2 separate regions of the Sus scrofa genome follow, and region 1 is linked to region 2. The links are chromatin contacts, called in public targeted proximity ligation maps. All regions are on one chromosome and are shown on one strand. The core of a region is the stretch at or near the end of the contact, and the rest is flanking DNA. Distances in the headings are between cores, read along the strand shown. Region 1 holds the start of LTBR (lymphotoxin beta receptor). Region 2 holds the start of TNFRSF1A (TNF receptor superfamily member 1A).

Region 1 (6,358 bases), core at 3,760-6,259, 41 kb before region 2:
GAGCAGGGATCCTGCAATAGAAAATGAAATAGCAGACCTCAGACCCCCAGGCCTTCCCCTCCACATCCCCCCCAACATGGTACTGTCCACCCCGGGCTCCAGAAGGAACAAGTGATCATTGCCCTTATCTCCAGCCTCAGAATGGGGGGCTGGATGGAGCTGATATCTATGTGGGGAGCAGGCACTGGGTGTCTTGAAGGTGTAGAGGGGCAGAAGGGTCGGCCATGGGGAAGCTGAATGTTTCTTCAAACCACCTCCCTCACCCAGTAGGCACAGACCCAGGCCTGCACCCCTGCCTGTGCCCAGCTCCTTCCTACCCAGTTTTCTGCAGAGAGAAGGGTGGCTCTTCCAGGTGCAGGCAAGGATGATGGCGATGAGCAGAAAGAAGATGAGCGGCAGCAGGATGGCCAGCACCAGCATCATTCCTGTCAGGACAGCAGACAGAATACGGCATAAGGACCCCAAGGGAATTTCCATTGTGGCTCTGTAGAAATGAACCAGACTAGTATCCATGAGGATGCTGGTTTGATCCCTGGCCTTGCTCAGTGGGTTAAGGATCCAGCATTGCTGTGGCTGTGGTGTGGGCCGGCAGCTGCAGCTCCGATTCGACTCCTAGCCTGGGAACTTCCATGTGTGGCAGGTGCAGCCCTTAAAATAAAAAAGGACTGGAGGAGGGCGGGTGAGGGGTGGGGAAGTTAAGGGGCAGCTCTTCAGTTCTCAGGCCACCCAGACAGAGAAAATGGGCGGGGGCTGGGGGGAGCAGCTTTCCCCTTCTAGCCCCACTGCAGTTCCTAAAGGCAGAACTGGAGAAATTTCCCTTGGGTTACAGAGAGGCACTAAGCTAGACTAAGGGGAGCCGCCCCCAACCCCGACAGCCAGGAGAAACTGCTGCAGATGTTTGGCTGGTGTGGGTGGCCACTCCCCTAGAGACCAGGGTGGGGGCAGCCTTGTGGGTGAGGACAAGAGCTCGGGCAGTTGTGTCTGCAAGGACTGGAAGCAGGAGTGGGAGGCAGTAAAGGAGGGTGGGGCTTGGGGTTGTGAGCAGACTCACAGGGTAAAGCCACATTTCTGCGGGCTTGACCATCTTCCAGAGAGACCTAAGACCTCCAGCTGTGGGAGCTGATGCTGCCCCTCTGTATGTGAGGGTGTTAACAGGGGTGACGAAGTCGGGATCCTGGCGTCTGAACTCTGCCTTTGGCTGCCTGGGAGACGATGGTTGCCAGGTCTCCACCCGCTCACTCAGGGCAGGTCCCAGGATGGGGAGGGAAAGGGAGGCTGGGTGTTCAGTTCCTCAGGCGCTCACTGTAGCCATGGGTACCTGCTGCCTTCCCATGAGCCTCAGCACTGCCATCATCGACAGCATGGAGACTACCATGCCTGTCACCTGTGTCATCTGTGCCTGAGGAAAGTCAGGAAGACTTGGACATTTGCACCCTGGGGGTTTGCCTTTTCTGGTCCATCTAATTCTGCGGCCTAAGGGAGCGCAGAATGGGAGCTATGGGGGAGTTCCTGAGTGCCATAATGGGATCTGCAGCATCTCTGCAACGCCAAGACGCAGGTTTGATCCCTGGGCCTGGCACAGTGGAATAAAGGTCCTGGCATTGTTGCAGCTGCTGTGTGGGTCACAGCAGGCACTCAAATCAGATCCCTGGCCCAGAAACTCCATATGTTGCGGGGTGGCCGAAAAAGAAAAAAAAGGAAAAAGGGGGAGGCATGGGGAAAATTGGACCCAGAGTCTTAGATACCTGGATTCCTACCCAGTGTGTGTTTTTCATATAGAAAATGAGGAGATTAGCTTACATACTCTCTAAAATTCTGGCTCTAAAATGCCAATTGTATCTGATACACAGATAAGAATGAAGAAGAGGACGTGGAAAATATTTATGATATAGTTGAAGGAAAAATTGAGTTACCTTCCAATGACTCCACTTTTAGAAAAAAATTATTTTTTTCCATTACACCAAAAAATGTCTGGGAGGATCTATTCAAAAATGTTGAGTGGATATGCTGGATGATGGTTCTGTGGGTGATTTTTATTTCTGTTTATCTGAATTTTCTAATTTTCTGCAGCGTGCATGTATCATGGCATGAGCTTTGGAGGAAGAAAGGCCTGAGTACAGGTTTTCATAACACCAGTTACCCCCGGATGATCTTGGGCAAGTTACCTAAACTCTCTGGGCCTCACTTTCCTCACCCAGTCAGTGAGGATAATAATAGGACCATTTCATAGGATCATTGAAGATTAAATGAGTTAGTGAAAGTCAAATGTTCACAGAGTGCCTAATACACTGCCTCTCAATAAATGGAAATTATGATTATAAACACTTGATAATTTTTTTTAATGGGCACACACATGGCATATCAAAGTTCCTGGGCCAGAGATTGAATTGGAGCCCCAGCTTTTTTTTTTTTTTTTTGTCTTTTCTAGGGCTGCACCCACGGCATATGGAGGTTCCCAGGCTAGGGGTCTAATTAGAGCTGCAGCTGCCGGCCTACACCACAGCTCAGGGCAATGCCAGATCCTTAACCCACTGAGCGAGGCCAAAGATTGAACCTGCAAGCTCATGGTTCCTAGTCAGATTCATTAACCACTGAGCCACAACGGGAACTCCGGAGCCCCAGCTTTGACTTATGCCGAAGCTTGGCCACACAGATCCTTTAATGCATTGCACCAGGCTGAGGATCAAACCCACACCTCTGCAGTGACCTGAGCCCCTGCAGTCAGATTCTTATCCCATTGGGCCACAGCAAGAACTCCAAATACTTGGTGATTTTTTAAAGTGAATGAAATTAACTCTCCCCCAATTAATAACAATAACAGTCATTAGAAACACCCTGTAACCCTTTCTTAGGTGAGGAAATCAATAACTAATAACTCCACAGAAAAAACCAAGAAAGAGTCAAGCATAGAATTGTACCTCTAATGGAAGTGTGTAATCTAATAAAGAGATACTCGGTCTAATAAATAGATTATACAATGGTGGCATGTCGAAATGATTACATCTCAGTGTGGGCATAATATTATATCTAACTTATACAAAATCTATATAATACATCATTTAAAAAGTGTGCATGTGTATGTTTGTGTATAAGGAGAGACTCCAATTTCCCTTTGAGGAGTTTCTTCTTGCCTCAATTTTGAGAAGAAAGGATTCATCATTTTCCTGCTTATTTGGATGGTTGGAATTAAGGCATCTTCCCAGGCGCCCCCTCCCTGTGCCCCTGGCCCCTCACCTGGCATCTTGGGGGGGTCCGGTGGATTTCTGCAGGTGGTGTCAGACTGGGTGGTGCCTGGAGCTGCCTCCACAAGGCCCTGGTCCTCACACCTGTGCAGGAAAGAGCCCAGCTCAGGTGGGCTTCCTCCCGGCTGGAAGTGGGAGGTGGTTCCGTGGAGGTGGGCACGGGCAGGGTTGTCAGCAGCTGGGGCTGGGCATGGGGCAGGGGACACAGATGGAGGCACACTCACCTCGTGTGGGGCTGGCAGCGGGCGCTGGGGGAAGAGGAATTCTGGAAGTGCCCTGCCTTGCAGGGAACACATTTTCTGTTTGCCTCCCCAGCTTTATCTGGCAAGAGAAAGACACAGCCAGCCCGGGTGAGTGGGCAAAGGAGCATCTGCCCAGATGTGAGCTTCCCTTGAGCCCTCTGGATGGCCCCCTCCCCACCTGCCCACCCACCCCATTCTGTACTTGGCAGCATATTTCCTGATCTCCAAGTTGCCCAAACTTCCCCAGTGCTGGGAGGACCCCCCTGAGCTCAGCACTGTCCTGGGCCATTTCTCTGCAGGTCCTTTTGGGGGCCTTTCTCAGGGCAGGAGAAGAGACATTTTATGCCAGAGAGTTAAGCACCTGGAGGCTCGCCATGAACACAGCACCGTATGCCCTGATCCCTGTTCAAGATCACCCGCCCAGCCTCCTCCCTGCCCTCTGCCCCCAGTGACCTCTGAGCTCAGCTTCGGTGCCAGGTGGGCAGTTGAAGAGTGGCTCGCAGTGGACACACTCAGAGTCCCAGAAGACGCAGAACATCCCAGGCTGGCAGCGGCACTGGGCTTTGTGTTTGCTGGTACAAGGCGTGACCTCCATGAAGCCCAGCACTGGTGGAGAGATGGCAGGCTCAGCAGAGGGGCCGCACTCCTGGGGGTCCCAGCACATCCCCCCACCCCTGCCCACCCCGGGCACACCCCACTCACTCTGGTCACAGGGGCGGCACAGCTGGCAGATGGAGAGGTGGTTCCAGTGCTCGTTGTAGGAATTTTCAGGGCATGTGGCACAAGCGGTGTTCTGGTCATGGCTACACTCAGCTGAGACGTGCGTGCCTAGGATGCGAGTGGGGCAGTAGCAGTGTCAGGGGGCTGGGGTTCCACCGTCCCCTCTGCTGCTCGCTGTGTGACCCTGGGCCTGTCCGGGTGCCTACATAGAAGGGACGGCCAGTGTTGCTCACCCTTTGCCTGTCACCTGGGACCTGATGTCTGCCTTCCCTCCGAGGCAGCCAGGTGGGCTGGAGCCCCTGTAACCCACCTCCCTGTCCCAGCCTTCCTCTGCCCCTTGCCTCTCACCTGGGGGGCAGCGCGAGCAGCAGACGTGATGTTTGGGCTCGTAGTACTCCCTTTTCTGGTCCTGGCAGGTTTGGTTCTCCGGGCGGTAAGGGAGCACCTTCAAGGGGGAGATGAAGTGGGGGGAGAATTATTCAGGGGTCAGCTGGGGAGGGCAGAAGGATTACAGAGAGGGCTGCCCAGACCCCTCTCCCTAGCCAAGCCCACCCCCGCCCCCTGCACGGGGCCCTCCCTCACCAGCTGGGACTGGGATGCTGCCTGGAGACTGCAGAGGCCCAGCATGAGTGGCCCCCAGGCCAGGCCGCAGGAGGAGGCGGCCCACGGCAGGCGCATGGCGGCCAGTCGGCCAGCCGACCAGATGGGTGGAGGCCTGGGAGGAAGATGGGAGGCCTGGACGTCCCGGGCAGTGGTGGCAGCAGCGTCCCCAGCTCAGGGGCTGGGACGGGACTCGGGCTGACGTGCCCCTGGGGGCCGGAGCGGCCGGGCCTGGCCTGGCCTCCAGGGCTCCAGCGCCGGGCTCAGGAAGTGGGAGTGGAGCAGCCGGCCGCGGGGCGGGGACAGGGAGCGCTGGGAGCTGGGGCGGCTGTCGCAATCGGGAAGAGGAACAGGCTTGGCTGCCCGATGCAGGGCGGGAGGGGGTGGCCGGGAAAGCACGTGAGGGCAGCAGGGCCGGAACTGGGCCTCCTCCCTTCTCTGGAAGCCTGACTGGAGAGGAGGACGAGGAGACAGGCCAGGCCCAGCTGGTGGGAAAGGGGCAGCAGAGCCAGGGGACAACTCTCTGATGGTCCCTGAGAGCCCAGCTGGGGCAGGGCTGACCCAGGCACAGATGGAGGTCTTGGCAGAGCAGTGTCCAGCCGGGCACCCCATCTGAAAAGTGGATGGGCCTGAGACTGTCAAACTTGGAGGGTGCAGAGACCCATGGAGAGTCTGGGACAGCCAGCAAGCCAGCCAGCCAGCCAGCCCAACATCTGGGAACCAGAAGACCCAGCTGGCAGACTGGACTCCCGGGTTCCTGCCTTGTTATGTGACTTTTTAAGATTAACTACAAAGGAGTCACTGCCCAGCCAGCCCTCCCCTTCCCTGAGCCAACCTGACCCATACATCAGTGGGCACAGGTCACCTACATGACCCTTGGGGGGTTCAGTGGCTCTGCTCCCCTGTCCTCAGAGAAGGCAGAGGACATGCAGACTGAAGTCCCATGAACAGGGCAGCTGGACTGGCGCTGGGCAGCCACCATCCCCAGTCCTAGCCTCTCACCCAGGAGTATTTGAATTCCTTTGACCTGGAGGGAGCTGACAGCCCACCAGTCCAGGCCCTTCACCTTAAGGATGAGGACACTGAGGCCCAAATGCCATGCAGAGACCATGGTTTGAGGGAAGCTCACTCTGTCCCTGCACCCCTTTCTTCCTACAATTCTCCTGCATCCCATTAATAGTACTTCCCCCTTCCCCCTATGGCATGCTCTCTGGTTTCCAAATTTCTGTGCTCCTGGCACAGAGGGTCCTTGAGGGTCACCTGAGCTCTGGGAAGCAGCCCCACCCCGGGCCTGCCCAGCCCCTCTGCAGATCACTCCCTGTGACCCACTGCTTGTCATTCACCAGCCACTGAGCCATGAGTTCTGCACTGAATCCATAAGTCTGGGTTCCCCGAGTTTCCTACAGAGTTTGGCACGGACCACGTGTCCAGTATATATTTATATATGCTATCTCCCCCATGTCTCATGGCCAGTCCATGGCAGAGCCATGGGGCTCCAAATTTCTGGGTCCCAGCTCATTCCAGCAACCATGCTGCCTCCTTGTGACTCGGGGA
Region 2 (6,088 bases), core at 1,530-4,029:
TATTAGTCGGGTTCTTAACCTGCTGAGCCACAGGAGGAACTCCCATCTTTTTTTGTTAAACAGAACTTTATTGAACAATTGAATACCACATTTCTCAAGACTTTAAACTGACTGAGTAAATAAGCACTTATCGTAAACTCTGGCAGAAACTCTTTTGTGCTGAGCTGTAATGGTTTTGACAGTTGGTGAAATTCCTTGTAACATAAAAAAAAGGACACTGAAGGAGTTCTCTGGTGGCCTAAAAGTTAAGGGTCTGGCATTGTCACTGCTGTGGCTTGGGTTCGATCCCTGGCTTGGCAACTTCCATGGCCATAAAAATGGGACATTGAAATTGTTATTAATTGTTAACACAAACCATGAACACTGCTGCCACTGACTGAATGCTTAGTATATGGCAACACTTGCTAAACACTTCACATGTGCTTACTCATCAATGCCTATGACGTGAGGGGTGCTTCCCATGGGCAATCTGGCTCCTGCACCTGCTTCTTTTTTTAAAAATTTTTTATTTTTTTATTTTTTTATTTTTTTGCCTTTTCTAGGGCCACTCATGTGGCATATGGAGGTTCCCAGGCTAGGGGTCTAATTGGAGCTGTAGCCACAGCCACAGCAACGCCAGATCTGAGCCGCGTCTGCGACCCACACCACAGCTCACAGCAACGCCGGATCCTTAACCCAGGATCCTCAACCCACTGAGCAAGGCCAGGGATCGAACCCGCAACCTCATGGTTCCTAGTCAGATGGGACAGGAACTCCATGCACCTGCTTCTTTGAGAGCTCTTTCGGGCCTACTCAGACTGTATTTGGAGCCTCCCTGTGTGTTGGTGGAGGTGACCTCCTCCATCTATGAGTCCAGCTTTACTGAACCCTCCTGTTGCTCAGAGCCTGGAGGATGGAATGAAGTCAGCCAGAGGTGGGGGCATCAAGCTCCATGTACATTTCCAGATGCTCTGCCCCTGAGTGGGAAAGGAGGTCAGGAAAGGCGAGAGTGGATTCCAGGGTGGGGGCTCCTCTGGTGGATCCAGAGACGGATGAGAAACTCTGATGCCAAGTCACAAAGCCCTAGGACCTCACGCCTGTCTGGCCCTCCTGCATTTCTAGCAACTTCAGTGGCTGAAGGACCCTGGGCCTGGACTGATACAGGGAAGGTCATTGTGCCTGGAGACTATTTGGATGAATTTTGTACCTTTGTCATGGGATTCATTTGGGAGCTGCCCTGCACAGATAGGAGTGGCATAAAATACCCCAAGGGTCAGGGTGTGAGCTCTGACACAAAAGGACTGATAGAAAAGTGGCAACTATTTGTGGTAGGGTTTGGGCTGAAGTCAGGAGTCTGTGAGCTAGGCTGGCTCTGCAGGACACCTGGCCTGCTTATCTCTGGGCCTTGGTTTTCTCATCTGTGAAATAGGGAGCTAATTCCACAGCATTATCATAGATGTGATTTCATTAAGCCTCATGACATCACCTTCCCTGACAGTGACAGGCACTGTCACTGTCATTTAATAACTGAGGTCTCTGAGTTCCCTTCATGGCACAGTGGTTAACGAATCCGACTAGGAACCATGAGGTTTCGGGTTCGATCCCTGGCCTCGATCAGTAGAAATCAGTGGATTAAGGAGCCAGCGTTGCTGTGAGCTGTGGTGTAGGTCGCAGATGCACCTCGGATCCCGAGTTGCTGTGGCTCTGGCGTAGGTTGGTGGCTACAGCTCTCATTCGACCCCTAGCCTGGGAACCTCCATATGCCTTGGGTGAGGCCCTAGAAAGACAAAAAGAAAAAAAATAAAAATTAAAATTAAAAAAATTAAAAAGTAATAACTGAGGTTTCTGGGAAAGCAGAGCCAGGGTCAGCAGCTGGGGGCCCAGCCCCAGCAGAGCAGGGACTGGACTGAGAACTGTGGGTGGAGGAGGGGGTCAGGGCCCGGGTCAGGGCTAGAATTACTCTGAGGTTCTGGTTGGAGGGGAAAATTCCCAAGAAGGCGAGAGATTAGGGTGTCAGTAGAGAACTTTGGGGAAAAGGGGAGAGACTCGAAGGAGCACTTAGGACTGGTCCAGCATCAGATGCTTAATAAACCTGTCTGGTCTCAATAAACTCTTAAAACTCTTAAAAAACTCTTAAATAAAAAACTCTTAAATAAACTCTTAAAAAAGAGAGGGTCTCCCCGTTTTGCAAATTGGAACACTGGCTCTGAGAGTTAGAAATCACACAGCTAAAAAAACAAAAGCGTTCTGTGCTGAAACCCAGTAAATCTGACTCCAAAGCCCTGGGCTCTCCTCTAGCTGTGTCCCTGGGAAGGCCCGGCGATGGGGATGAGGAGGGAGGGGGCTGGCCCGCCTCTGTGTTTGGTTGGGAGCGGTCAGCACGTGGCAGCTGAGCCAGCACGGGCTCTCTGACTGGCCACAAAGGGTTAAGGAGCCTCAGCCCCCTCCTCCCGCCTCCTCCCGCCTCCACCCCCGGCTCTTCCTGTCCTGAAGTTACAACACCCCCTCTGCGCTCTCCCTTCCCCTCCCACCTCCTCTCTCCTCCTCTCGGCTTGACTTTTCTGAGTTCTCCGAACTCTGGCTCCAAAACTGGCCTTCCGGGTTTGAGGTTCCCCGGGACCAGGCCGTGATTCTCTGCCCCAGGCTCAACCCTCAGCTCCCTCGCCCAACCCTCCGGCTCCACTTGGGACCTCCGGACCCTGCTCCTCCTGGGACGGTATCGACTGTCGCCTCGGTCCGCCGTCACTGTCGCCACTGCCTGAGCCCTGATGGGGGAGTGAGAGGACACAGCTGGCCGGACATGGGCCTCCCCACCGTCCCTGGCCTGCTGCTGCCACTGGTGAGACTGGGACGGAGGGCCGAGGGGGCTGGCGGGTGAGGAGGCCGCCTGCGGCAGGAGAGAGCCAGGCCCCAGCCTCAGGCCTGCGCGGCCTGATCTCAAACACTGCCCCATTCATCCGCCGCGCCTGTCGGGGACCAGGGGAGACGTTTGAAAGGCAGGGAGGGAAAGGGAGCCCGGGCGGGCAGGGACAGCCAAAGACGACTGTAGGGGCTGGGGGTGCCCGGGGTGTGGGGGAGGGTGACCCTCCTGGTCGCGGGTGGGGCACTTTGTTAGGAAATGGGAAGGAGTGGGAGAAAGAGTCCTTTCCGAGTCCCAGTGGCTCAGGATCCTGTCCTTTGGGCCAGTGTGATGGGCCGGAGAGGTGAGGCCACCGAGGGGTGCCAGGACACTGCTGGACGGCAGGGGCCGGATCTAGTGAGGTGGGGAAACTGAGTCCGGGAGAGGCCAGGGCTGAGGGCTGGCTTGGGAGGCTGTGTGTTGGGAGCGTTTGGGAGGGAAGGGGGTACGGGGATCGGGGCCACGACCCAGTGGCCTCCCCAGGCCCAGGCCTCCCACCTGGGGGGCCTTCTTCACCTGGGGCTGTCGGCTGGGTCTGTCGGATTGACCCTCGTCTGTGGCCTCGGAGCCCTTGGGCCTGCCCCCGGCCCCCTCCCACAGACCCAAACAGCCCTTTGCTGGCTTTCTTCTTCTATGGCTCAGTTTGGGGAAGTTGGTAGACAGTTGTTTTCGTCACTGAAAAATGTCCCTTTTCTGTTGCCTGAGGCTTGTTTCAGTGTATTCCTGATCCCTCCACCCCCTGGAGTCACCCTGGGCCGAGACCCCAGCCCCTGGCCCCCACCTGGTTGGGTGGGTTAGGCTGGCCTCAAGCTTCAGGCTCCCTGCCCTTCCGGGGGGCTCCAGGGCCACGCCCCACCGCGATCCCCCCTCCTCTCCCTGACCTCTCTCCCCAAACCCCTGCCCCTCCCCAAGGGTCTTACACTGTCTTCCCATCATTCCCTCCCCTTCTGTCAAGTCTTCCGGAAGACTTCTCCGAGTGAGTCTCCTTTTGGAATCTTTTCTCTCCCGCTCTCCCTCTCCCTCTTCTAGTCCATGTTTCTAGATCCTAATTCCCCCGCGGCACCTCCCTCCCTCGTCTTCTCCCTCTTGAATCTCCCACATTCTGTCTCCCCAGGCCCATCTTTCCCTTCCCTCAAGGCTCCTCTCTGCCCTCATCCAGCGGCCCTGCCTTCTCCTCTTCACCCTTGGGGATAAATCACCTGATCGAGTCCTGGCTCCCTCAGGTACCAGCTGCCTGGACTTGAGCAGCTTACGTAACCCTGCCTCGTTTCTTTATCTCAAGATGGGCCTAAGAGTCATTCCCTAATAATGTTGTTTTAAAGATGCTAGATGGATAGGTTTTAAGTATTCCATTTATTCATGCCTGCGCTGGGCTAGACTCTGTTTTAGATGCCGGGATTACAGCAGGGAACAAAATCTCTGTCTTTGTGCAGCCTACATTCCAGTGGAGGAACCAGGGTATAGCAAACAGAAAGCAGTCGGTAATGGCGGTAATTACTCAGTGGCTACTGCATTTGGAAAACAGAGGTACAGGGAGCCCGAGCAGATAAAGGAATGTGCCTGGGACTGGGGCCAATCCAGCCCAGGTCAGGTGTGACGCTAGGGGACCAAGGTCAGCCTGGAGCTGGAGGGGAAGCAGGCGGTGTGGAAGTCCTGATAAGAGTGTCCACGGGCTTTCCAGCTGCCCGCCATTCAATGGGCAGCACAGGGAAGGCTGTGTGTGTGTGTCTGTATGTGTCTATGTGTGTGTGTGTCGTGGTGGAGTGGGGAGAGGGTGGGATGAATTCAAGAGACACCGTGACAGAACACACAAGATCTTGCTGGTCTCAAAGAGCTTATAGTCTTGGAGCCACGACATCTTACAGCAAAAATGATTTTAGAGCAATCAGGGGAACATGCCCCGCAAAGCGTTGTGATGCGGTGTGTGTCCTGGAACACCGCCGGGAGGCACAAATAGAGGGACACGGGAGCATCGTCCAGCTGCCTTTCCTGCTTAGCAGAGCTCACCTCCAGTGCCTGCGCTGTGCTCCCGGAGCGCTCCACACAGAGATGCAGAGACGCAGAGAGGCAGAGCCCATAGTCTCCTGTCTCTGACCCTACCAAGAACTCTTGTGTATTCATCTCTGCATCCCTGACCCATGCCTTGACCGTGGTGCTCTTTAACTGTTTGTTGAATAAATAAAGGTGGGGATGAGAGGGGGAACGTCTCAGAGAAAAGTGGATTGGGAGCTGAAATTTGAAGTCCCTGACTGGCAAGAGGCTGGAAGGAGCGGTGACTGGTTGGAGGGAGAGCAGAGGAACCGAAAGATAGGATTTTGTGTTCTGGGGGGGGTGGGTGGCAGGAAGCCCAGCAACTTGGCTGGAGAGGAACGTCTCTGTAGAAGAGCAAGAAGAAATGAGAAAGAGAAAACCGGAGGAGGTGGAGGAGGGGATGGAGAGAGAATCTTGACCATGGCCCCAGGTAGAGGAATTCATTCATTCATTCATTCGCTTGACCACTCGTTTGTTCCTTCATTCATTAATGGTTCCCTTGTTGGCCGCTGCATCTGGGAATGTGTCCAGAACAGCATTGAGGCACCTTTTCGAGTTCTCATTCAAGGTAGCAGGGACCCACCCATGGAAATGATATTCAAGGTCGGGCCTGGAGAGGAAGAGTCCCACACCTGTGGGTGCAAGTTGAAGCCTGACTGCAGATAAAAAAGCACTTAGGATAGACTGGAGGAAGAAAGAGGAGGGAAGATAGTTGTTGCGATCTGGATGTGAGGCAACCCGCGGACTTGGAGAGCCCTAAGGGACGAGTAGGAGGGTCTGGCAAGATGAATTACAGAGCGGATGGTGGCAGGGGAGGGACGGGGTCCTTGAGGACAGGAGGGTGGCAAAGGTCTCAGCATTGGTGCCGAGAAGTGCGAGAAGTTGGCGTTGTGATGTTGGTCCAGGCCAGGAGGTGGATGGATTTCGTTTGGGGGTGTGTCGAGGGTCTGGGGAATGAATAGCCAAGCAAAGGGCGTGTCTCACAGGCTGGAGCAGAGCTTCTCAGATGCTCACCTGCCCCTGTGCCCCTGTGTCACTCACCAGGGGAGGCCCAAAGGGGGAGGAAGCTTGTCAGCCTCTCCCATGGGGGCGCTAGTTGGGGGGGGGTTCGATTGTGCACATGCGTGGGGAGAGGGGGCACTCCCCCCTGGGGTAACTCTATTCCTCCCCAATTCCCAC

What was found.
Region 1: a targeted proximity ligation map of alveolar macrophages shows a contact between it and region 2. A contact is called at or near these places in 1 of 5 promoter capture datasets (liver), 13 of 47 Hi-C or Micro-C datasets (alveolar macrophages, embryonic fibroblasts, fetal heart ventricle and 7 more) and 2 of 2 datasets of targeted methods (alveolar macrophages and skeletal muscle).

What each region holds. Positions count from the first base shown.
Region 1 is chr5:64,273,413-64,279,770 of Sscrofa11.1, forward strand. LTBR (lymphotoxin beta receptor) reads right to left here and starts at 5,010. Exons shown (of 10, transcript NM_001308823.1): 1 at 4,787-5,010; 2 at 4,553-4,649; 3 at 4,187-4,312; 4 at 3,938-4,090; 5 at 3,467-3,563; 6 at 3,235-3,326; 7 at 318-425; 8 at 1-11. The coding sequence starts at 4,882.
Region 2 is chr5:64,316,570-64,322,657 of Sscrofa11.1, forward strand. TNFRSF1A (TNF receptor superfamily member 1A) reads left to right here and starts at 2,780. Exons shown (of 10, transcript NM_213969.1): 1 at 2,780-2,818. The coding sequence starts at 2,780.